Linked DNA regions of Gossypium hirsutum: region 2 is linked to region 1. The links are chromatin contacts, called in public Hi-C maps. All regions are on one chromosome and are shown on one strand. The core of a region is the stretch at or near the end of the contact, and the rest is flanking DNA. Distances in the headings are between cores, read along the strand shown. Region 1 holds the start of LOC107949578 (L10-interacting MYB domain-containing protein). Region 2 holds the start of LOC107949616 (receptor like protein 21-like).

What was found. Hi-C and Micro-C count contacts between places; a contact is called where the count stands out from the background.
Region 2: a contact with region 1 is called in a Hi-C map of hypocotyl, with 2.1 times the contacts expected there. The contact joins the promoter of LOC107949616 here to the promoter of LOC107949578 in region 1. A contact is called at or near these places in 12 of 34 Hi-C or Micro-C datasets (callus, cotyledon, hypocotyl and 3 more).

What each region holds. Positions count from the first base shown.
Region 1 is chrA08:5,537,729-5,543,823 of Gossypium_hirsutum_v2.1, forward strand. It overlaps LOC107949578 (L10-interacting MYB domain-containing protein), which reads right to left and starts at 3,600. Exons shown (of 5, transcript XM_016884313.2): 1 at 3,439-3,600; 2 at 2,931-3,267; 3 at 2,761-2,854; 4 at 1,668-2,119; 5 at 374-1,164. The coding sequence starts at 3,266. The coding sequence ends at 577. It overlaps LOC107953583 (a long non-coding RNA gene), which reads right to left. Exons shown (of 2, transcript XR_001699250.2): 2 at 5,653-5,891.
Region 2 is chrA08:5,691,189-5,697,283 of Gossypium_hirsutum_v2.1, forward strand. LOC107949616 (receptor like protein 21-like) reads left to right here and starts at 3,581. Exons shown (of 1, transcript XM_016884349.2): 1 at 3,581-5,269. The coding sequence starts at 3,602. The coding sequence ends at 5,110. It overlaps LOC107949624 (putative receptor-like protein 16), which reads left to right and starts at 1,605. Exons shown (of 6, transcript XM_016884360.2): 1 at 1,605-1,805; 2 at 1,909-2,064; 3 at 2,177-2,260; 4 at 2,348-2,500; 5 at 2,634-2,756; 6 at 2,856-3,368. The coding sequence starts at 1,757. The coding sequence ends at 2,941. It overlaps LOC121204916 (receptor-like protein 9a), which reads left to right. Exons shown (of 5, transcript XR_005900051.1): 5 at 624-885.

The DNA.
Region 1 (6,095 bases), core at 2,350-4,849:
AATTATCCTTTAACCAGATCATAAGCACTAGAGAGGCTAAATCGGCCATTTTGGGAAGGACCTCAGGTGAGTGTATCCACCTCATTATAGTAGACGGATGCTAGACTATTAAGCAGAGTTATTAACAACGGCCGAGACTGGTAAGAGACCATTGTCCCAGCCTCGCCCAACTTATTCGAAAGTTAAAAGCTCTTCACCTCGATTCAACAAGTTTTTTAATTGCCCGATACCCACCCCAATTCTCATGCCTAAAACTAATGGATGGTGCCAGGAATTAAGTTGCATTACATAAAATAGTTGGGGATAACAACCATGGATGGTAGCTTGTATAACCCTGAACCCTCAATTATTTATATTCAAAGCCGATTTCATATTCAAATTAAAATATAAGCTTATTCCTATATATACAAATATACATCAGAGCAAATATTTAGACTTTCTCGGCCATTTTCATAAGATTCTTGAAACTTTAGTCTGCCAAATTACTTGCTAACATTGACTCTACTCACTGAATTTACATTCACTATGACACATATCTAAACCATTCCGTTGAAACTAGACACAACTCGATTAAACTCACTGCTGAGGACGAAGCTTCCGTAACAGCCACTTCTTCCTCAGTTTAACATCCAATGCCATAAAAGTTTTTGCTTTTATTTCATCTTCCAGCAAGTCACATGCATCCAATATAAGATCTTCGTCCATGTCAGGTAGTGCCTGTACTGCTGTAATCACATTCTCTATCGGAATGGAGTTGGTGTTCCCATCATCCTTCTTCTCCGCTAAAGACGAAACCACGCTTGCCATCTCTCGGAGAGCACTGGCCATGTCATCATCTTCGCCTCGTGATTTCTTTGTATGTGCAGAATTTAACCTGTTTTCTGGTTGACGTTTGCACTTCAGGTTAGATCCATTTGTGTTTGAATCCCGATGTGCTGGCTCCAGCACATCACCTATTTCATCTTCACCCGAAACAGATGTTACAGGAGACGGAGAACACTTGGTTGCTTGCCCCAGCTTCACTTCTTGAACCCTGTTTTCTGGGTCCGTACATTGAAGGGAAAAGCAATCACTTCCATCAGGATATGGGGAATTGCATATCAAACACAGGTCTTTATAGTACGGCACCGGTCGAGTCATGAATTGTCGTGCATCCTTATGTCCCTGCATGTTAGTACATAACAGCTTTTTCAAATCCCATATAATGAAACCATTATTATAATGATATGCATCAAAAGTCTCTCTATTACTTCTCAACGGGCTTTTAATAGTATACCAAACAAATCGATGAACAAAATGAAATAAAGGCGGCATCATCTTCCTCGTAACATTGTTACCCTTAAACTGCACCACTCAAACTCTTCATTTTAATTGAGGAACCCATGTCCAACACATATTCCAATAAAAGTATGGGAAGATGACACTTAAAATACATGAAAAACTTAGAAAAAGTTTAACATACTCGTGTCACATCCATATCGACATATCAAAACAACATCGATCTAAAGAAATAAAACAATGCCATGAATTCTTGATGGTGGATATTAAGTGGCTTCCATGTAGATTATGCATGCATCAGGTATGATTTAACATAGCTGAACATCTTATGGATAATATGGCCTAGACTATATGAGCATCGACAGCAGTTCAAGTATTACACGTAATACCTTGATGTAGTCTTGCCATACACTATCATCAGCAATCACCATTTGACGGTCATCGTCCCAAGTAAATCCATCCAGTTGAAGAAGATTCTTTATTACATTATATTGTCTTCTTAGAGTTTTATACCGATTCTTTAGTATGTCCACATCATAATTAAAACCGAATTTCGCATTAAATGAAGCAATCATCTCTGTCCATGCCTGCTTGCAAAATACACCATCAATCTGGTTCCCATTCTGCAATTGCTCAAGCATAAGATCAATGAAAAACCGGTCCATTGGTGGTTGCCAGTACATTCTAGTACGACTATATAGTGGGTTTGTTGTTGCATTCAGCGTCGTCTCTGTTGTGTCCTCCACTTCTAGTGGCAAACAGATAAAATCATCACGCACAACAATTTCATGAACAGCCTCCACAGTTCCTTTATTGCCACATTCTGGTTGAGCAGCAGATCCTGTTATATCGTCACCTGAGTGTGATGATGTCTCAGGCAAATTAAAGCCTGGTATCATATTATATCAGCAACATATGAAACCTTCTAACAATGAGATACACCAGACTCATGTTACCCGGACTCTTCTGTTCCTAAAATATCCATGTTTAATGCCTGTGTCCGACAAATATTTGGACATAGATACGGTTTATGATCCTCCACGTATATGGAAAAGCTTAGAAAAAAGAGCATGCTCGTGTTATACATGTATTCATACCCAAGACTCAACCCCGAGTACCGGTAACAAAGCCCTAGACAAAGAATTAGTAGTATCAAGGATAGAACTTTTACCCTTTATACTAACTATCCTATCTCGATACATAAAACAAAAATCATTAATGAAAAAGGTCGATGCATATCCGTATCTGAAACTCACTCTAAGTTCAAAACCGGACACGGAGTTAGTCATGTCAAGGACAAAATCATAACCCTTTTTAAAAATTACCCTATCTCCATAAATAAACACAAAGATCATTCATGAAAAAACTTCGAACAAAGTCATGCGAACTAGTCTGGAGTCCGGAAATATTCATATTCAAACCCGACACTCAGAGTGGACCACCAAACTTAAGACCTAGTAGTATCAACGATTGAATCATTACCTGTTTTCCTAGCTGAATTATCTCCATATATAATACCCAGATCATCGTAGTAAGGAATAGTTTTAACTCTGCAAGGACGCACATCTGGGTTTACCTGTAAATAAGAAAACCCGTAAGATCCTGCAATGCAAAAAAACCCTCAAAATCATCAAATAAGTAAAGCATTGAACCTTGATATATTCATCCCAGATTTTATTCTCGGCGATCACCATTTGTCGAGTCGAATCCCAGTTAAAACCCTTCTGATTCAACAGGTTCTTAACAGCTTTGTACAGATTCCTCAGTGTTTTGTGCCGGTTTTTCAGCACATCCATCTCGTATTCGAACTTGAACCTCTCGTTGAACGATGAATTCATGTTCATCCATGCCGTTTTGCTGAAAACATGGTCATCGAACCTATTACCTTTATTGAGTTGCTCCAACATGAGATCGATGAAATATCGGTCCATCTCGGGTGTCCATATCGTCCTTGATCGATCCAAATTGCTCTTGGCACGGATACCCATTCTTGAACAACGTAAAAAGACAAGGCACCAACAGAATCGAAAGGCAAGAATTATAAATCAATGTAAACATTTGGGCATGAAATAAAAAAAAATAAATTAAAAACGAACCATAAAAGAAAAGGTGAAGAAGAGAGAGAGAGAGAATGGGTTTAGTTGAGTGAAAAATGTATACCTTGGATTCGACTCTGGGAAAATGGAGGGGCAAGAACCTGGGTTTTCTGCAAATGTCGGGATAAGGTTTTCCTGGATAGTGCTATGAATGCTTGGCGGCTGGAATTAGATCATAGACAAGAGGAGCGGAGTATCCCAATTCTGGATTTATCCCAAATATCAAGGATAAGATCGTTTATCATTTTCACAGATTAGGCCTGACAAAGAGCCCAAATGTTTATCAATAAATTCAACATCTTCATATTTCATAATTAAACTTAAGGTAATGTAGATATTATTTTGGTCACTGAAATTTGTTTATGTCATTTTTGTTATTCTCATTTAAAAATTTGAAAATTATAGTCACTTCACTGTTAAAATTTATTAATCTTTAATTTTTTTTATAATTTTGTTAATACAATAAATTTTGTGTTAATTGAGAATTTGTTTAAATTAAATACAATCTGATGAATATAATTTTATTTGAGTTTTAGAGTTGATTTGATAAATTTTAATTGTTAATAATTATAAATATTCATTAAATTAACTTTAAACTCCGAATTAAGAACTACAAAGTTAACATTGTTACATTTAAATATCAAAATATATATAACTTTTGTGAATTGTATGTACTAAATTAGACAAAAAAATAACACAAATACTATATTAAAAGAGTATCAAAATAAAATATCAAATTAGATATTAAGCCTTCCAAAATTTAAAATTTAAGCAGGAGAGATTCAATGGTGTCATTTCTCGCCATTGACTCTTCCAAAAAAAAAAATTCTCTCAGCCATTTGCCAAAAGAAAATTTTGTCCCACCAAATTAAATTATAAACATTATTTGAATTTATCATCCCTTCCAATTACAAATAAATTACTATTTACATAATAATAATATAATGATGACATAAACCTGTCAATTTTAACTCGAACTTGATGATTTGACTTGATTAACTCAATTTTATTATTAGAAGTCAACGACTTGAATCAAAAGAAGTAACTTAAAGTGACCCAAACTTAAATTAAATATTGTTGAGACATTTTTCAAGGAGTGTCTAAACCAATAACTAGACCAATGCCAATTGGTAGTAGCATTGTCTACTTGAAAAAACGGACATGTCTGAGTTGGCAAATTTTTGTAACAAACATGTTTTGGTTGTGCTTCTTGCTATTACTTTGGATGACTATCAACCAATCTTTAATATCTAAACTACACATAACAACTTATCTTGGAGATTTGTTTGGATTCAGATCAAAGTAATCAACTTCTCATAATTGGTGGATTGGATCGAATCGGGCTAAAGTAGAAAGTATATCCTCATTATTCAAGATTTATCCTGTGATGTTTTGAAGATATTCTCTGTGCAAGTTGTTCTGCTTAATTTGAGGGAGATTAATTGTAAAAGATATAGTATGTTAGCAAGTCTCATTTACTTATTTATTGTGAAGACTTGTATACATTTTGTAGTGATAGAAAGAGCACTTTATCTTATTCACTGTGGAACTTTTATATTAGCGCATTGAAGTGTAATAATCAAGTGCGTGACTTGGTTAGTGTCCTCAGTTTTCAAGGGAAAACTTAGAAGGACATGTTTAAATCTTAGGTACAAAAGTGTATAGTCGAAACTGATGAGTGTTCAAGTTTTAAAACACTTGTTGCATAAGATGCAAGATAATGAATATTCTGCCCTGAACTACGTAAATATCTCTTATGTTATTTATTTTATACGCCTTTCTATTAGCGCCTAAAACAATTGGCACAACTTTAAGCGTTGTTTGTGGCACTACTTATTTTCTGCATTCAAATATCAACTTGAACTCAACAACTAAAATCTTTTCAAAAAATTAATAAAAATAACACTTATAAACTAAATTATTATTTTATTTTTATATATAATTTGTAAATGTAACTATCATTTTCTATTATTATAAATATGCAATTTCGACTTCATATAGTCTTGATAGTAAATTCCAAAAACAATAAATACTTAATAAAAAATTGCTTTTATCTGTTTATGTTGGAGTAAAATTAATAAGTGAACGATGCAAAATTTCTGAATTTTTTATATATTTCAAAATCTCAAAAACTTTTGATTTTGACTTTATTTAATTTTAAAAAATTGAAATTTGATTTTTATTTTAATTTATTTAAAAATTTAAAAAATATCTTTGATAAAATTGTAATTAATTTTTTATTACAAAAATCTAATTGATTTTTACTTATCCCACAAAATTTTAACTAAAATAATATTATTAACAAAAAAATCTAAATTGGTTTTATATATATACAAGCCCGTTTAGCCCAACAAATCAAAGCCCCAACAAAAACAAATCAAGACCCAATGCCCAAGTTAAGCCCAATACCCAAAATCAGAAAAAAATAATAAACAAACCCTAGGTGCACTGCACCTAGGGACTTTTGACCAGCCGACGCTTGCAGCACCGCCCATGTCACCTCCACCGCCCGTGTACCTGCAAGAAGAACAGAGTAATCAATTGAGAAGCAAGTTGTAAAGAAATGGCAATAAAAGGCCAAGTTCAAAACCATTGTTTTCTCTCGGCAACTCATAATATATACGAAAAAAGCATTCGATCTTTTTAAGCAAAGAAAACAACAACTCTAGTGATATCAAAATAAGATAAACAGCATCAAAACAAACCCAAAGCCATCAGAAA
Region 2 (6,095 bases), core at 2,331-4,830, 150 kb after region 1:
TTTTACTAATTTTTAAAATTTTAAGTATTTTTTAATTTTTTTTCAAAATTTTAATAAATTTAATGGATATTTATTTTTAAAATATTTTTATTTTTATTTTTAAATTAAAATTTAATTAAATATTAATGTGCCATCCACTTGACAATCCACATGTATGCAATATTAGCAAAGTTAAAAAACGTTAATTTTTTCAATTCATTATGGAGTGATTTGATAAGAAACTCAAATTTAAGGACTAAAAAATCAAAAAGTTAAATGGAGGTCTAAAATAAATTTTTTTTATAAAGTTGAAAGGTGAAATAAGTTATTATGTCTAAAATAAAATGTATTTGATGACTTTCCTTTATCGAGGAAAGTAGTTGAATTTCATGAACCAAAATTATTGAATTTTTGTCATATGATTTTGTTTGACTAATAAAAAAGTTATTTGATTGATTTGAATAGTATTGAATAATCTGACAAAGTTAAAGAAGTTGTATTTGATGGACAATAAAATTGAGAAACTCCTATCTCCCCATGCTATGTGTTGATATATTTTACTTTGTCATATTCTTATATATACATATCAATATCTTATTTAATAGTTTATTAGTAATAAATTTATTTATCTAAATGTTTTGTAGATGGTGAGAGGTCACTTAATTTGACCAATTTAGAAGTGCTTTATTTGGGTAACAACTTCTTCAACAACAATTTGTTAGCACAGCTAAGTGGGCTTTTCAATCTAAAGTCATTGTATATGTACAATAACCAGCTTAAAGGATCAATAAATATCAAAGGTGGAATTACTTAACATATTTAATTTTCCTTTAAATCAAATAAACTACTGGTTGAATTATTGCATTTATCATGTATGATTTAATTTTAAATTATATTTGTCGATCTTCACAGAATTATTTGATATTCTGAGTAACTCAGAGTCACTGAGAAAAATATTTTAATTTAAAGAAATGTATAAATTTTATATATTATCGCTTTTACAATTATATAAAAAATTATATTAATATATAAATTAAAATTTTATCTCTTCAATATATAAAGTAAAATATAAGTACCAAAATAATAGTATTTCAATTTCTATATTTTTTTCTGTGTTATCAAATTTTTTAGTATTAAATTAAAAAATAGTATTTTAATTAATAAATACAATTAATTTGTACATAGCACGAAAAAATAGTATTTTAATTAAAATTTTATCTCTTCAATATATAGTTTTGTAGATGTGGAATTTATTATTGTTACCTTATATAATAGTTGCATCTATAAAGTATATAGTATATTTTTATTAAATTAGTTCTCTATAATAATATGTTGTCTCACATTTTAACACAACTAATTCTATTTTTAAGTGAAAAAATAAATAAATTTTAGTTAAGATATTATTTCAACAAAATGTTTAAATTTTATATAAAATATATTAATCATATTTTTTAAAAGAAAATATTTTTTAATAAATGGAATTACGTTAATAAATTTTGTTAAAGATATAATTTGAATCTCGTTAAGTAATATTTTTATTAATATATTATAATTTTTTAATTTAAAATTTTTTAAAATTCAAATATGGTCTAAATATTAAATATTGTTATAAGTATATCACAATCACTTATCATAACAACCATTATTTTGTTAGACGAATATGGTTGTTATATGGAAGTTGAATATAACTAAATTTTTGTGATGATAACTTTATTCGACTGACAAAAAATGCATTGGATTGATTTGGATAGTATTGAATAATTTGACGAGGCTAAAGATGTTGGATTTGAGTGACAATAAAATTGAGAGCCTCCAATCTCCCCATGGTATGTGTTGATATGTTTTACTTTATCATATTCTTATATATACATACCATATCTCATTTAATATTCCATTAGTAATAAATTTGTTTAACTAAATGCTTTGTAGATGGTGAAAGGCCACTAAATTTGACCAATTTAGAAGAGCTTAATTTGGATTCCAACTCCTTCACAAACCGTTTATTGGCACAGCTTAGTGGATTTTCCAATCTAAAGTCATTGAAGATAGGGAGTAACCAGCTTAAAGGATCAATAAATATTAAAGGTGAAATTACTTAATCTATTTAATCTTCCTTTAAGCGAAACAAATTAATTGTTGAGTTATTGCATTTATTCTGTGTGATTTAATTTTAAATTTTATTTGTCAATCTTCACAGAATTATTAGATTCTTTGAGCAACTTAGAGGAGCTAGACATAAGCCAGAATGAGGTGAAGGAATTTGTGCCCATAAAGAATAAAGGTATATGTATCAACTAAAGAAAGTCTTACTAATTACTTGCCATTAGATATCTAGTGAATTGATGCCAACCACTAATTTGACTATCAGAAAATGGAAGTTTGGGAAAGCTAAAGATTGCTACATTAGACAATGTGTTCACTGGTGGAACTACTTCTCTAATACAGCTTCTGGAGACATTCTCATCTGTTAAGACCTTATATTTGAGACAGAATCACTTCAATGACACATTTTCTACTCAAGGTATAATATGTATGTATGTGAATATATAAATTTATAATTTGATTCCATTTGAAAATATTATTTATTTAACATCAGTCATTTAAATAACTCTTATACACTTGTAAAAATCAATTGCATGTGTCGAGCAAAATAGAGGAATTAGTGTTGGATTCGTCATCTCTCAACAACAACATTCTTCAAAGCATTGGTGTATTGGCTTCTCTTAAAATTTTGTCTTTGAATGGTTGTGGGCTTTCTGGGACATTACCTACGAAAGGTAAATTAATAATTATGACATAATTATTTAGACAATCTCTTGATAAATTTTTTTATGCTCCTAGAATATTTAAATAATTTGTACAAATTTATTTTACAGGATGGTGCGATTTACGGAAATTTGAGGTGTTGGATCTTAGTGAAAATGCTCTTGAAGGAACACTCCCTTCATGTTTGGCTAACTAGTCATCTCTTCATTATTTGGATATTTCTGATAATCAATTCGCCGGGAAAGGTGCCTCCACTGCTCTAGCCAATCTCACTTTGCTTAGATTCATTTCTCTTTCACGAAACTTATTCGAAGTTCCATCCATTTTCATATCATTTGCCAACCACTCACACCTCAAAGTCCTCTTAGGCAGTCAAAACAAGTTAGTCAAAGAGCCTACCATTCAAACATGGGTCCCAAAGTTCCAACTAAAAGCCTTCCGTTTGTCGAATTGCACAGCAAAGGAACTCCACATTGAAATTCCAAAATTCCTCTATTACCAAAATGACCTGAGTATTATTGATCTTTCATATAATAATTTTGGAGGGAAGATTCCTTTTTGGTTGTTAGAGAACAATACAAGAATGGAAGCATTTTTAATGAAGGGTAACTCTTTTATGGGCCGTTTCAATCTTCAATCTCATCCGAATCCAGACATGTCAGTTGTTGATATATCTGACAACAAAATACAAGGTCCCATTCCAGCAAACATTTGTTCAATCTTTCCACAACTATTTGGGTTAAATCTATCAGGCAATTTCCTTTAAGGTAATATTCCTCCTTGTTTGGGTAGTTTGAATACTAGAAACTTATTATTAGATCTATCTCATAATCAACTATCAGGAGGAATACCAGAAATGTTAGCTCAAAGTGACTCGTTGAGGTTTCTTAGGCTATCAAATAACCATCTAAGTGGGAAGATAACCCCAACTATCTTTCGCTCATCTTCATTATATTTGTTATATTTAGATGGCAATAACTTTGATGGAAATATACCGAGCATTGATATCTCAACTATCCCATCATACCCTCTTCAAGATCTGGATTTAAGTAACAACAATTTGTCTGGGGAACTCCCAAGATGGAAATGGAATGTGTCAGATTTAAAAGCATTGGCAGTATCCAACAATCAGCTCAAGGGTCTGATTCCGATGGAATTGTGCTATTTGGATTCTCTTATTATTTTGGACCTCTCAAAAAATAATTTTTCTGGCCCAATACCATCTTGCTTCGATGCACAATCTATTGAACATCTCCATTTGAGCAAGAATAGATTAAGTGGAACCTTGACAAATGCATTCTTTAACAGCTCTTCCTTGGTGACTTTAGATCTTAGTGAAAACCAGTTGACTGGGGAAATTCCATACGGGATTGGAACTCTTTCGGCTTTAAGTGTCCTCCTTCTAAAAGCCAATTATTTTATCGGAGAAATTCCCACTGAGATGTGCCAATTGTATTCGTTAAGCATCATTGATCTTTCTCAAAATAAGCTTTTTGGTTCGATACCTTCTTGTTTGAGTCATCTAACTCTTCAGCCAAATTATGAAAAATCTTCAATGAGGGTCGGTGGGACGATGCTTGGAGGAATCATGGATAGTCCTAATTACTTTGGGATGACCGAATTTGAGTGGTCCACTTTAAGAGGATCTATGTCATTGGATGTATATCCCTTTATTGAGAATCAAATGGAAGAAAAGGTGGACTATACAACAAAGAGAGCATCTTACACATACAAGGGAAACATTCTTGAGCTCATGTCTGGAATTGATTTATCGTGTAATAGATTAACAGGTGAAATCCCCACAGAGATTGGAAATTTGAGTGAAATTCGATCATTAAACTTGTCACACAATAATTTGACTGGACATATACCGTCAATGTTCTCAAAGCTCAAGCAAATTGAGAGTCTGGATCTTTCTCACAACAACCTAATCGGAAGAATCCCTATTCAATTGACAGAGTTGTACACCTTAGCAGTCTTCAATGTGTCATACAACAACTTGTCAGGGAGTATTCCGTCTCCGAAAACTCAATTTGGAACCTTTGATGAAAGCAGTTATATGGAGAATCCTTTTCTCTGTGGGCCTCTCTTGCATAAAAATTGCGTCGACCTTGATTCACCCCCGACAGTAGCACCAAATACCTCAAACAACGAAGAAGAAAGTGGTTTGATGGACAAGTATGTTTTTTGGGTGACCTTTTTTGTTTCTTATGTAATTGTGTTACTGGTTATTGTTCTCATCCTGTATATAAATCCTTATTGGCGTCGAGCATGGTTTTCTTTTGTTGAACACTGCATCAAGACCTGCCAGTATTTTATTGAGGACAATCTTCTGCGATTTCCCATCTTCAAAAGAAGCGGGTAGCCTTGTGCTTTGGTGGTTTACATTTGTATGTAATTGTTTTCCAAAGTTTGTTTGGGTTCTTTGCTTTAAAGTTTTTAAAGGTAGAATGTAATATCTTTGTTATGTAATAATTGATAGCGTATTATGAGAAAACTATATATAATGTCATGCATTACCGATTAAAACATTTAATAACGCTTTACAATTTTCAGCATTCAGATAAACATATTGTAGCATATATATTAATATATATATAACTTATATCTATCTATATTTTTGTAGTCAAACAAGCCATTGATGTTGTGGTAAAAATTTCATATTGTTTCAAACCTTAGCGTAAAAAAGAGAGAAAAGATTATATGAAACTGTAGTTTCACATTCTTGTTCCTTTCAAATAGGAGAATGATAAATTAAATTTTTCCTCCTGATTTTTAGCACTTTAGTTGGATTTGAATTTTTTCAAAAAGAAAAAACTGGAAATCAGGAGGAAAAATCTGAGTTATCTTATATTAGAAACGGATAAATATGATTTGAAATCACAATTTCATACAATCCCTTCTCAAAGAAAAATCTTTTGCCACTAAATCATAAGCTCAAACTTATATATATAAAGAAGTCCAAACTTCATATTAACTACTAAATATGAATGACAAAAATAGTCTTTAAATTTTTAAATGATATAAATATTTTTTAAATTAATAAAATTATCATAAATAAATATGTTTTCATTATTTTATTTAAACTCAAATTAATAAATATTTAAAAATTGAGTTCACATGATATTTATCTAATTTGAAATTAATAAAATTGAAAGCCTCCAATCTCCCCATGGTATGTGTTGATATGTTTCATTTTATCATATTCTTACATATACATACCAACATCTCATTTAATATTCCATTAGTGATAAATCCGCTTATCTAAATGCTTTGTACATGGTGAGAGGCCACTTAATTTGACCAATTTTGAATAGCTTAATTTGGATTCCAACTCCTTCACAATAACT